Linked DNA regions of Mus musculus: regions 2, 3 and 4 are each linked to region 1. Evidence: chromatin contacts called from public Hi-C and promoter capture Hi-C data. All regions are on one chromosome and are shown on one strand. Each heading gives the region's core, a stretch centred on a gene start, on an enhancer-like site or on the middle of the called end of the contact. The rest is flanking DNA. Distances are from core to core; before and after follow the strand shown.

Region 1 (2,851 bases), core at 241-2,740:
TGCTCTGCTTCCAAGATAGCCTCCAGCTTCTGCTCCAGTGACTGTGTCTTCTGCTCTCTGCCAATGCTTCCCTGCCATGATCCGCTTTTATGTCTTTGGAATCTTAAGCCCAAGAGGGATAGGTAGAGCGTATCACAGAGAATCCTGCTTCCTGCCATTCTTAGCATCTCTCCTACCTCAGGCCAGGGCTATGTTTATTCTACTTACATAAGGCCCACACATAGTATTGCTCATACTTACTACACAGCAAGCCGAATCACTCCAACTGTTTCACTGAGTTCAACCTTAGTAAACCTGATGGGCTATCATCGAGAATGTCTTCCTTTTTAAAACTGTCTTTCCTTGCAGGGAAGAATGTCGTTTACATTGTGTTATGTAGGAACATCTTCTGAAACACACTGTCAGTTTCAGAAGCCTTGTGCTTGGCCTTCTTGCAAAGGACCATCACAGCTGGGCCTGTTGACTATTTATGTTCCACCATAGGGAGGGTATATGGAGACTTATGGAAGGGAACCCCTACCACACTATTCAGTCACTGTTGTATGTGGTTCTGCCCTGCTTGTATCTGGTCTCAGGGAGGGGCTAGAGGATATACCTGGGGGAAGATGGAGGGAGGGAATTCCATGTCAGGTTCCTAAGGACCATCATCCTTGCTATGTGCAGACCTTCCAGTGTGGCTATTCTAAGGTCATCTATGCTCCTATCCATACCCCTTACCAGTTGCTCTTTAAGCCTAATAAGCTCATTGGTTCTCCTGGGTGAACTTTGTTGGAATTATACCTAAGTTTGTCTTTAGGATCTTACGAGAAGGAACAGGCTTAAGTTTCTCCCAGGGAAGGGATCCTAGCAGCACACAATTTCTTAAAGTGACATCCCTTTAATAATTCACTTTTTGATCACTTTCCCTCTTCCTAGGCGGGGTATATTGCCTGGTTTTAACTCTTCCACTTGTAGCATGGCCAAGTGACTTGACTGTTTTGCCTCATTTTCCTGTATATGAGATTATCAATATTGTTGAGGGAGGTAGGGTTTATTACGTTACCTCTCCCCCCCAAACATGTCTATTTTCCTCTAAAACGTAAGACACTTTTAGCCCCATTTCATTCCATCCGCTTCTAGTATACCGTTTCCAAACTCCCGATGCACACACATGGGATGCATCTACCCATTATAACTATATATATATAACTATAATTTGGACATTTCCAGTGCTGTGTACACAAATGCAAAGACTGTGAAAAATGCAAAGACTGTGAAAGTCGCTTCCCGGTAAAAAAAAAAAATTCTTCCACTTTCAGGTCTCTAGAGGCTTCAAGCGACGATCAGGTGTCAAGAGTGGGGAATCTCGCCCCGGGGAGCGTCAGACGCTTCTCTGGAATCACCTTGGGAGTCTCCCGGCACGCGGGCAGCTGGGCGCATGCGCAGCGCCCAGCGCTGCGTCCTCCCGGAAGCGGCGGCTCTTCCCGCCCCGCCCCTCGCCGGCTCGGGCGGAGCGTGCGGCGGGCCCGGCGAGGAGGCGGGACACGTCGGCGCTGGCTCGGCCGCCGCCGCCCCTCCTCCGGTTCCAGCCGCCGCCGCCACCGCCGCTGCCGCCGCTTCCTGGGCCGAGTCCGTCCGCGGCCCCAGCGGCGTCAGGTGCCCTCGCCCGCCCGGCCTCGCCAGCGCCGTCCGCCCGTCCGCTCGCCCGCGTCCGGGCCCGCCGCCCCGCCGCCGACATGGCGACACGCTCCTGTCGGGAGAAGGCTCAGAAGCTGAACGAGCAGCACCAGCTCATCCTGTCCAAACTGCTGAGGGAGGAGGACAACAAGTACTGCGCCGACTGCGAGGCCAAAGGTAGCGCGCGGGCTTGGTGGCCGCTCGGCCGGGGCCTCCTGCGGCTGTGACCTTCCCACCCTCCGCGGCGTCTCGTCCGCGCCGGCTCTCCCGGGAGGGCGGGCGGCCTCTGGCTCTCGGCTAGCACGGAGGTCGCGGCCTCAGCCTCCGGCTCGGAGCCGGCGTCGCGCCGCTGCCACCGCCTTGGGCCGCCGGCTGGGCGGTGCTGATAGGGCTGTGGGAGCCCTCCTGCCTCAGCCTCAGCGACTCCGTGGGTGGAGTCGCCCTTAGGTCCCTGTCCTCTTGGCGACCCTCCCTTCCTCCCACGAGATCGCGTCGTCCTCCCTTTCCCCAGTGGTGCGGTGTCCCAGATGGAGCCCTACCTGCCTGCCCACCTGACAGCTCTTGCACAGGGCGTTTACTTCTGTTTCTGAAAAAGAACAGTGTTTTGGGGTGGTTTGAGATGTCACTGCATAACATAATCGAGATAGGGTTTTCATTATTTGTGTATACTATGTATAACACACACACACACACACACACACACACACACTCACACTCTCTTATTCTGGATGTTATAGTGTCCTAAGGAAAGTGTGTTATGTTCATAAAGAGTTCAGTCGTTAGATTCCCCCAGACGACCCATTGGCGAATTTGTGGACACTGGTCTGTCCACTTCATAAATGTGGAAGGTGCATTTTAAGATACTGAGAAGAAGAAGAAGAAAAAAAAACCCCACTATTTTTAGTTCAGGTGGAGGTTTCTGCTTGAGCCTTTGAAATAGATAAATTATTTTTAGCTGATAGTTTTTGTTTGGAGATGTGGTTTATTTCTAATGTAAGTAATATCATGGAGAGTAATGGAGATTTAAAAATCCTACTTCTATGTAGTTAGGAAAATGTACATTTGATTTTTCTCTGGGAAATAGGTAGTTGCTGGGAGCAGAGACAGCCATTGTGAGCGAGGATTAAGATTTCTGCATTATTTAACTACTTTTCTAGAGTTTTTACTGTTTTCTCTCAACACTGAGCAAAAGAGT
Region 2 (2,851 bases), core at 175-2,674, 8.1 Mb after region 1:
AAAAAGTTGTAATATTACTGTTCTAACAAACCATAACTCAAATGTGAAACAGATACTCAAAATTGTTTTTACCAAGATTCACATCTAAATTATAAAATGTATCAAATCACTACTTTGCAATTTATACCATGAAGTTCTTTGTATTTTAGGAAGTAGTATACATATGTAAAGGTTTCCATTGAACTTGTTCAATTCATAATCAACTTTATAACATTTATTTCTTTTTTGTTTGGTTGGTTGGCTTTTCGGGACAGGGTTTCTCTGTATAGACCTGGCTGTCCTGGAACTCACTTTGTAGACCAGGCTGGCCTGGAACTCAGAAATCCGCCTGCCTCTGCCTCCCAAGTGCTGGGATTAAAGGCGTGTTTGAACAAACACAAAGATACACTTGGCAGTGAATATGTACACTGGTAAGCCAACCATATTCCTGGATGTCTCTCACCAACACACAGGCCAGAAGACAAACTTGGGTCTGAGTTTTCAGGCACTGTCAAACTTTTTAAACATTTAAACAAAAGATTCATTTATTTTTATTTTATGAATATGGGTATTTTACCTGCACGTCTGTCTGTGTAACATGTGTATACAGTGCCCGTTGAGGCCAAAAGACGGAAATTTGATCCCCTGGAGTTTAAAAATCCTTCCTCCCCAGGCCTTTGTTTTTGGCCTTCCACTGGCCTAAAGCTTGCCAAATTGGGTTGGGCCAGGGGTCAGTGAGCCCTAGTCACCGGTCTTCCCAGCGCTGTAAGTATATGTGTATGGCATAGGCTCTGGGGATCAAACGCAGGTTCCCTGGCTTGCAAGATAAGCATTGACAAGCTGTACTACCTCCCTTGGCAGCCGCATCCCGGCCCTTCTTAAATGTTTCTATATTCATCTGTTAGAGTTTGGCTCCAGAAGCAGCGGTAGCAACTGGGCTGGCTCCCTTTAAAACAAACAAACAAACATTCTGTCCAGGGGACGCGGAAGGCGTGGGGGCGGGAGCCAGGACTTCCAGCAAACAGGAAGCGGCCGGTTTCGCGCCGTCTCCCGCCTGGGATCCCGCCCCGGTGTGTGCGGGGCAAGCAGGTCTCGGCCGCGACGCAGCCTCCGGCCCGGGAGCCCGCACTCACCCTCGGCGCTGTCACGAGTACGACGAAAGTCCTCGGAGCGGCCGTCACGGAAGGCTCGGCACAGAGACAGGCAGAGGAAGTCGAGCATCCAGCCCGCAGCCACGGCCTCCACCTCAGCCACAAGCTCCGCGTTCTCCATCTCTCTCGGGGTCCCCAGCTGAAGCTGGCACTGGAGCAGCTCCGCGTCGTCTCCCACCTCCTCCTGCTCTGGAGAATCCGAATCTGTCCAGCCCTCACGGCTCGGCGCGTCCCGGGCCGCTGAGGAGACCGTCTCCGCCATGTTAAACCGAAAGCGCTCGCCGTGCCTCAGCTGGCGCCGTGCGCTGATTTGCTCGCGGTGGGCGTGGAAGTCAGCCAATCGCATCGCTAGGGTGGGCTAGTGGCTGGAGCTTGGCTTCCGATTGGCTGAGAACTGCTAAATTCCTTGTCGATCCGAGCCCAGGCGTTTTGGATAGTGTAGCTTCTGGATGATAGGCTAAGATACATTTTAAAAAATGCAATCTGCGCTGGAAACAGGGTAGTTAAAACCGAGAGGTTTTTGACTGCAGATTTTGACTGCATGGCACTGCGCGTCTATAATCCCAGCAGCACTCAGGAGGTGGAGACAGGAAGATTAGGAATTAGGGCCATCTTCAACTACAAAGTCTAGGCCAGCCTGGAGCACTTGAGCGTTATGGCAGCAGCAGCACCAGAAATTTTAACTTGTCGCCATAAACATGAGCATTTAACCCTGTTACACTGTAATCACACTGTCTTTCTACCCTATGTGTTCATTTTATTGAAATCCGGGGTTATTAAAGCTGAAATTGCTGGGCTCTGATTTTTCACTAAAGTTCTGCCTGGGGTGAGCGGGTAGGATGGTGCTGACCCTGGAATTCGCAAGTCTAGTCAGTTCCCCATGAATGCTGAGACTGTTAGTCCCAGGACCACATTTTGATCACTATTACTGTACAATGTTTGCATTGAATGAAAGTATAACAACGTAAAAACAGAATTCTAGGCCTTTAGGCCCAGGCTTGGGAATGTGGCCTTTGTAAAGGTATGCTAATCATAAAAGAGATAGCGACATTCCTCTACCCACCCGCTTCCTGGGTTCAAAGAGTGCTCATTCAAAGAAAGTCACCCTGGCCATTACCAGAACCTGCAATGCAAATGTGCTATTGTTAGGGGCTCTTAGAAGCTGTCTTGAGAGTTAACAATTACCAGGTATTCCTTGTGACTCTATTAACTTTACACTTCCTTGTGACTCTTAACTGGTATCTTTGGTATCTTCCAACAACGCCCTCCCCACTTCCTTGAGTTTCGGTTTCTTCCTTTAAATACCCCCTTACCCAGCTACTGGGGCGCCACGGTCCTCTACCCCTGCGTGGTGTATGACCATGGGCCCGAGAGCGCTCTTGAATAAAAAATCCTCTTGCAATTTGCAGCAAGACCCGTTTCTTGTGGGTGATTTTGGGGTGTCGCCTCTCCTGAGTCAGAACGTGGGGGAGCCCTCACATTGTGGGTCTTTCATGACCATGAGGGCATATTACCCCCAGGCTCTAGAGATGGTGTTGCAGTAAATATTATTTGGGGGTTCTACCCTGTGGGGAATTGCAGGTTGGTCTCCAGTTGAGCTGAGGTCTTAACCCCGATGGTCATAATGCACCTTCATGACACAGTAGGCGTTCCCTCATGCTCCTGGAACTCTGGCTCCTGCCTAAGTTACCGCCCCCCCCCCCACACACACACACACAGCC
Region 3 (2,851 bases), core at 212-2,711, 7.3 Mb after region 1:
CATACCCTCAAACGGGAAGGAAACTGGAAAAGGAGTGAGCAGAGAATATGTACAATTCTCTTCCTTCCTCTCTGGCTTCTGTCCTTGGGGCCAGAGAGCAACTTCCAATAATCCTGCACTTAATATCATCTCACTCTGGCTTGAATTGATTCATTTCACCAGTAGCAGAGAAACAAACAAACAAAAAAGACCCAACCAAAAACCTATCGCAGTTGTCTGACCTAGTTCCCTTTTCTGTGTCCTTTTAGAAGGAATCCATGGGACTGGGGAGATGTCTCGGCAGTTAAATGCTCACTGGCTTTTCTTCCATAGGTACTGAGTTCAACTCCTAGCAACCACATGGTGGCTCACAACCATCTATAATGGGATCTGGTGCTCTCTTCTGGCATGCAGATAGAGCACTCATACATAAAAACACAAATAATAAATAAATACATAAATCTTAAAAACAAATAAAATTATGCCGGGCGTGGTGGCGCACGCCTTTAATCCCAGCACTTGGGAGGCAGAGGCAGAAGGATTTCTGAGTTCAAGGCCAGCCTGGTCTACAGAGTGAGTTCCAGGATAGCCAGGGCTATACAGAGAAACCCTGCCTCAAAAAAACAAAAACAAAAACAAAACAAAACAAAAAACAGAAACAAAAAAAAAAGAAAAGAAAAAGAAAAAAAAACAAATAAAATTTAAAAAGCAAACAAATAAATCTTAAAACAAACCAACGGAATCCTGAGCCAGCCGCATGAACCTATCCTTGGTTCTTTAGTCAAGATATACGATGGAAGTCGGGCCCACCCTTACTGCCTAAAGGGAGACTCAGGTCTCACTTAGTTTTTTCATATTTTTTTCTTTAGTTTTATCTTCTGCTACCAAATGCCTCTTTTACTATGAAACTACTTTGAATTATGGATACAACCAAAACACTTTCATTATTTCTCCAAAGCCTTTGAAAATTAATTCAAGGCCGCAGCTATATTTTTGCTTTCAATTCCATAAAAGCATACATAGCTGCCAAATCAAATAAAGCAAAAACACAAACACAAACAAACAGACAAACACTTTCAGAGCAACCCATGGTAGGCAACACCTGTCGTTTCAACACTTTGAGGCTGAAACAGAATTATAAATTGGAGTTGGAGGGCAGCCAAGGATTACATAGGGAAATTACTGTGCCTGATGGCTAAGGAAGGAGATAGAATTGTCCCCAAATACATAGCTAGTCTGGGACTCGTAGTTCCAGGGTAACACTGAAATACCCTGTCTCAAAAATTCAAAAACAAAACCCTTTGAGAAGTTTCAGAAATTCCAAATAGCACATACATACTATACTTCCTTTTGTGGGATACTATTACACAGCTGCGACTGATTAACTGAGTATCTTGAATCTAGGTTTTCAAGCCCACTCCATGAAAACAGCAGAGAGGAAACTTAACTGAGCTGCTTTTCAGCTTTCTAGGAAAGGTGCCTAGGTAACCACGGAAAAGCCAATGAAAAGGTTTGGTTGAGGGGGGCGTGGAACTGGGGAGGTGAGGAGCAGAAATAATGGGCCCTGATTTAAGTAATGGTGATAGGCAGCGAGAACTGGACGGGTGGGCGTGGCATATTTCAGTAAACACTGACCTATATCGGGAAGAGAGGAAATGAGGCAAACACATTGGGAGCTTGTTAAGATGCCCGTTGATGTGTATTACTTTAAACAAAGAGGTTGAGACAAGCTTTAAAGACATCAAAAATTTCAGCGCTACACAGAAAACCACAAGTCCCAAGATGCAGTGTCACTTCGGACCAAACACTAGCCGAAACCTTGTAAGAAACTACATATCCCAGAATGCACTGCTGCCTCGCCGGCTCAGCTTTTCTCGGCAGAAATTGGATCCGGATGGCGCTGCATTCTGGGAACCAAGAAGTCCTAGCATCTCATTGGTTGGGATTTGGTAGCGATGTCTCTTAAATGGGCCTGTTTTACTGCCCACAACGCACTTCCTCCAGACGCAAGTTACCGGCAGATCGCGTCTCGGCCTTGCCAGGTACCAGTCTCCCGCGCGTTACAGAAAGCGGCTGTGACGCGACGGAAGTAATTCCTTTCTGTGCCCCGGAACCCACAGGGGTAGGCCGCTGGGGGTGGGAGGGGGGCGGCCCTGAATAGGGGCTGTGGCGGTACGTGGGGTTACGGCTGCGGTAGCTGCGGGACTGGCTAGTGAGTGTCGGGCTATGGTGGGAATCGGGATCTGATTTCGCTAGGAGAGTTAGTGCGGCTGGGACTGGATGCTTTAGTTATCCCTCTGCTCACCCCTTCCCGTCTGGGCGGGGAAGGAACGGAAGCTCTGAGTCTCTCCGGCCTCCCCAGCTCCTGGCTTGGGGGAGGGGAGAGGAGTTTGGCGGGACCTTAACTAGCTCAGCTCGGTGGGTCTGGAAAGGGGAGAGGACAGGAGGTGCGGGCTGGCTGGGCCTCCTCCAGGCTGAGCGCGGGGAGGGTGGAGTTAAGAGCATGGCAGCCGGATCGCTTTTCCGTTTTGCCTACCTCATGTGCGCTTGTATTTGTTTTACTGTTAAAATCAGTCGCTAGACCCAGGAGAGAGCCCTCGCCGCTTTAAGCTATAGGACCCTGAAAGAAAGTTTACCTTCTGGACAACTTGGGTAATTTCTGCCTGGCTGGGTACATTGGCTCATTTGTGCATCTATCTACCTCTCATTTTTGCCTGAAAGGAGTTATCTAGTGCCAGGTACAGTGCCCATTTATTTAGTTTCCCTTAAGGAACTCTTCAGTTTTGTGAGCATGAAAGTTTTGTCATTTAGTGCAAGCATGCCTACTCTGCACTTTCTAGTGTAGAAAGCAATTGAAATAGTTTTACAACTT
Region 4 (2,851 bases), core at 176-2,675, 7.0 Mb before region 1:
AAAGGTTTTAGTTCTGTAATACTCAATCTGTCTTCGGTTGAGTTTCCTGGTCTGCTCAACTTCACTTTACTGTTCAAAGACTTTTCTTTTAATCTCCCTGCATTTTCTTAGGACTTACATAATTTAATTGTTACCTCACTTTACCTCTATTTGTGAAGGGATCTATGCTTCAAGTTCTTGACTTTAAATGGATCCCTGGCCAAGCAATTTTTAATGACGATGAGTTGCTTTTTGTTGTTGTTGTTGCTGTTATTAAAGGTCTGCCCCCCCCTTTTTTTAATGTACTTACGTTGCTTACAGATTGCATGTTTATAAGACATTTAAGTAACTATGCAAGGAAGTCTCTAAATAGAAGTGCTAATAAATCACAAAATTCGGTACACAATAAGAGAGAGCACAACTTATGATTTCTCCGGCCTAATGTGCAGAAAAACAGGGAACAAAAGGCCTCAGTGTTATTGGAAAGCTGAGTTCTCCAAAGCAGGTAAAGGTCCTGTTTACCTGTCCTAGACAAGCGAGCAGAAAGGGTTTTCAGATAAAAGCTGCCCTTGTATGATCAGAAACAGCTGCACTCAGGCTTCACTTAGAAGCCTAGATTAAAAGGACACTGGAACAGGACTGAAGATCAACAAAAGGGGAAAGCTTAGCTTTTGACGCAAAAACTTACATCAGCCCTTGATAAAGCCGAAGATTCTTAATTTAAAAAGAAAAAGAAAAAAAAAAAGCTTCCCCTTAGCAAAAGCTAACCTTTCATTATCTGAGAATGAGCAGCAGTACAAAGGATGCATGTGATTTCGAAATGCCACAAACGAGCCAACTGCAGTTGCCAGAATCAGCAGTTTAGGGGTGTAACCTAAAAAGAAAGGGGGTGGGGGGAGAAGAAGAAAGGCTAGGAAGCAACTAGGCTTCACGTGCCTCGAAAGAAAAAAAAAAAAAAAAATAGGGACATTTCCTGGGTTCCACCGGCTAATCTCTGCGGAGAGCCTTCCCACACGTGGAAGTGCCCGTGGTGACGAGAATCCCTAGTCCCAGACTAGGGCCGGGCTCTGGAGCGGTGAGTCAGCCGCCCAGCGGTCATGCGACATCAATATGGAGTGATGACGGAGATCCCCGGGCGCAAGGGCCAAGGTAAACCGTTGGCCAGCGCGACAGAGCTATGGCCTCGGGCTACAGGGTTCCGCCCGCCGGAGAGGCGTTCCAAGTTGAGGCGAACTCGCGGCTCTAGCGACCGGAGCGTTTGGTGGCGAGGACCAGCCAGCACACCGCGCCATTCATCAACCGGTTCGCACCGGTGGCGGCTGCCCCGAGTGACGTCTGCGTCCCGGGCCCCGCCTCGAGCCGCAGGCGTCCCGCGCCGTGATTGGCTGCCGCCTGTGCGCACGTCGCGCCGGCTATAAAGGGGCGGACTTGTGACGCAGGGGCGCCTGGGCGCGCGCATTGGCTCTGGGCTGCGGCCGGCTCGGCGACGCTCCTCGGGCAGCTCACTGCATGGTCGTCTGGTGCCCCCGCCGCCTGCATCCCCGCCGCCGCCCCGCGACGCCCACCGCCGCCTGCCCTGCCGCCGCCGCCTGCGCCGCCTCGGGACCGGCTGTATGATTAGGCCACAATCTTCAATGAGTAGACATATTCCTGTGAGTACCGCGGGCCCGGCCTTTGTTAGAGCGAGCGACCGAGGAGGGAAAGGAGGGTGGCCGGGCGACCGAAACGCCGGCGGCGGGGCCCGGACCCGGAGCGACCGGCAGGGCAGCCCAGCGGCTTTGTGCGCGTGCCACCCTGCGGCCTTTGTTCCGAGAAGCCGCGCGGGCGTCGTGGACGTGGCCGGGGCGGGGCGGGGCTGCGGGGGGACCGGGACCGGGCGCCCGGGGCCTCCCAAGATGGCCTCGGTGGCCGCCCGCGCTCGCCACCGTGAACCCGTGATTGCGGACCTCGCGACTGTGCGCGCCGCTCAAGCCCGGGCTTGCCGATCGCCGCCGGGCTTCGGTAGTGGCGACCCGGTCGGCGGAGGGGGACTCTGACTCGGCCCCGAGGCGGGCTGCGCGTGGGGCGGTCCGCTCTTGGGCTGGAGCAACAGGAGCTGCTGGGCAGAACTGCGCGGCTCCTGTTGAGCGAGCAGCCCTGCACCATTCCACCGCTGGCGAGCTGAAATTTCCACGGTGTCGGAACGGTCTGTGCGGTGACCAGAGGTCTGGATTCCGGAGCTTAGGGGTCATGAATCCTATCCTGGCTTGCTTTTTTTAATTATTATTATTATTTTGCTGTTTGCTTCGTGCCGGCTAAAACGGTTGGAAAACCAGAAAATCGCGATCTGTTCCCGGAAGGAAACAGCGCTTGCACACGCGCTAGATTGGGCGCGTTACCTGAAACCTGAGTGTATTTGGAACAGAATTGGATAAAGCAGATGATCCCACAGACTGGTTTGATTCTAGAGTCTGACAGACTGAAGCTAATGCTACACACATACACACACACAAATGATCCTTTTTTTTTTTTTTTTTTTTTTTTGCTTATGGTGCATGCAATTAAAATGGGACGATCTCGTCGTGTATCTTGGCTGCCTATCATGTTGAGGTTTTGCCTGTGAGGGAGTGGGAGGATATTATTAAGAAGGATTTCGGTGGTCTCCACTGTTTTAACAGAAGTGTCCTCCAGCCACTGGGTGGCTCCACTCATTTCAAAGCAGTTCAGGAAAATTTTTTTCTTGCTGCCCTCCAGCTTCCTAATGGAACTCTTTAAAAGCTATATCGGACCTGTGTATGAATGTTCAATAAAGTGCCAAATTAACAAAAACAAGGAAGAAAAAAATTTAGGACCATTTTATATACACGGGCAAAAGATTTTTATATATGCAATA

What was found. Promoter capture Hi-C pulls out the DNA fragments that hold promoters and counts their contacts. A called contact is a pair of places that touch in the nucleus more often than the background predicts.
Region 2: a contact with region 1 is called in a Hi-C map of CD8 T cells, with 10 times the contacts expected there. The contact joins the promoter of Terf1 here to the promoter of Smap1 in region 1. A contact is called at or near these places in 2 of 484 Hi-C or Micro-C datasets (CD4 T cells and CD8 T cells).
Region 3: a promoter capture Hi-C map of the HPC-7 cell line shows a contact between it and region 1. The contact joins the promoter of D030040B21Rik here to the promoter of Smap1 in region 1.
Region 4: a Hi-C map of CD4 T cells shows a contact between it and region 1, with 5 times the contacts expected there. The contact joins the promoter of Ptp4a1 here to the promoter of Smap1 in region 1. A contact is called at or near these places in 1 of 39 promoter capture datasets (pre-B cells) and 1 of 484 Hi-C or Micro-C datasets (CD4 T cells).

Annotation. Positions count from the first base shown.
Region 1 is chr1:23,921,020-23,923,870 of GRCm38.p6, reverse strand. It overlaps Smap1 (small ArfGAP 1), which reads left to right and starts at 1,490. Exons shown (of 10, transcript NM_028534.3): 1 at 1,490-1,833. The coding sequence starts at 1,716.
Region 2 is chr1:15,804,219-15,807,069 of GRCm38.p6, reverse strand. It overlaps Terf1 (telomeric repeat binding factor 1), which reads right to left and starts at 1,424. Exons shown (of 10, transcript NM_009352.3): 1 at 1,113-1,424. The coding sequence starts at 1,392.
Region 3 is chr1:16,656,162-16,659,012 of GRCm38.p6, reverse strand. D030040B21Rik (RIKEN cDNA D030040B21 gene) reads right to left here and starts at 1,461. Exons shown (of 4, transcript NR_037998.1): 1 at 1-1,461. It overlaps Eloc (elongin C), which reads left to right and starts at 2,148. Exons shown (of 4, transcript NM_026456.4): 1 at 2,148-2,191.
Region 4 is chr1:30,948,329-30,951,179 of GRCm38.p6, reverse strand. It overlaps Ptp4a1 (protein tyrosine phosphatase 4a1), which reads left to right and starts at 1,425. Exons shown (of 6, transcript NM_011200.2): 1 at 1,425-1,631. LOC115487084 (a long non-coding RNA gene) reads right to left here and starts at 1,309. Exons shown (of 1, transcript NR_164183.1): 1 at 1-1,309.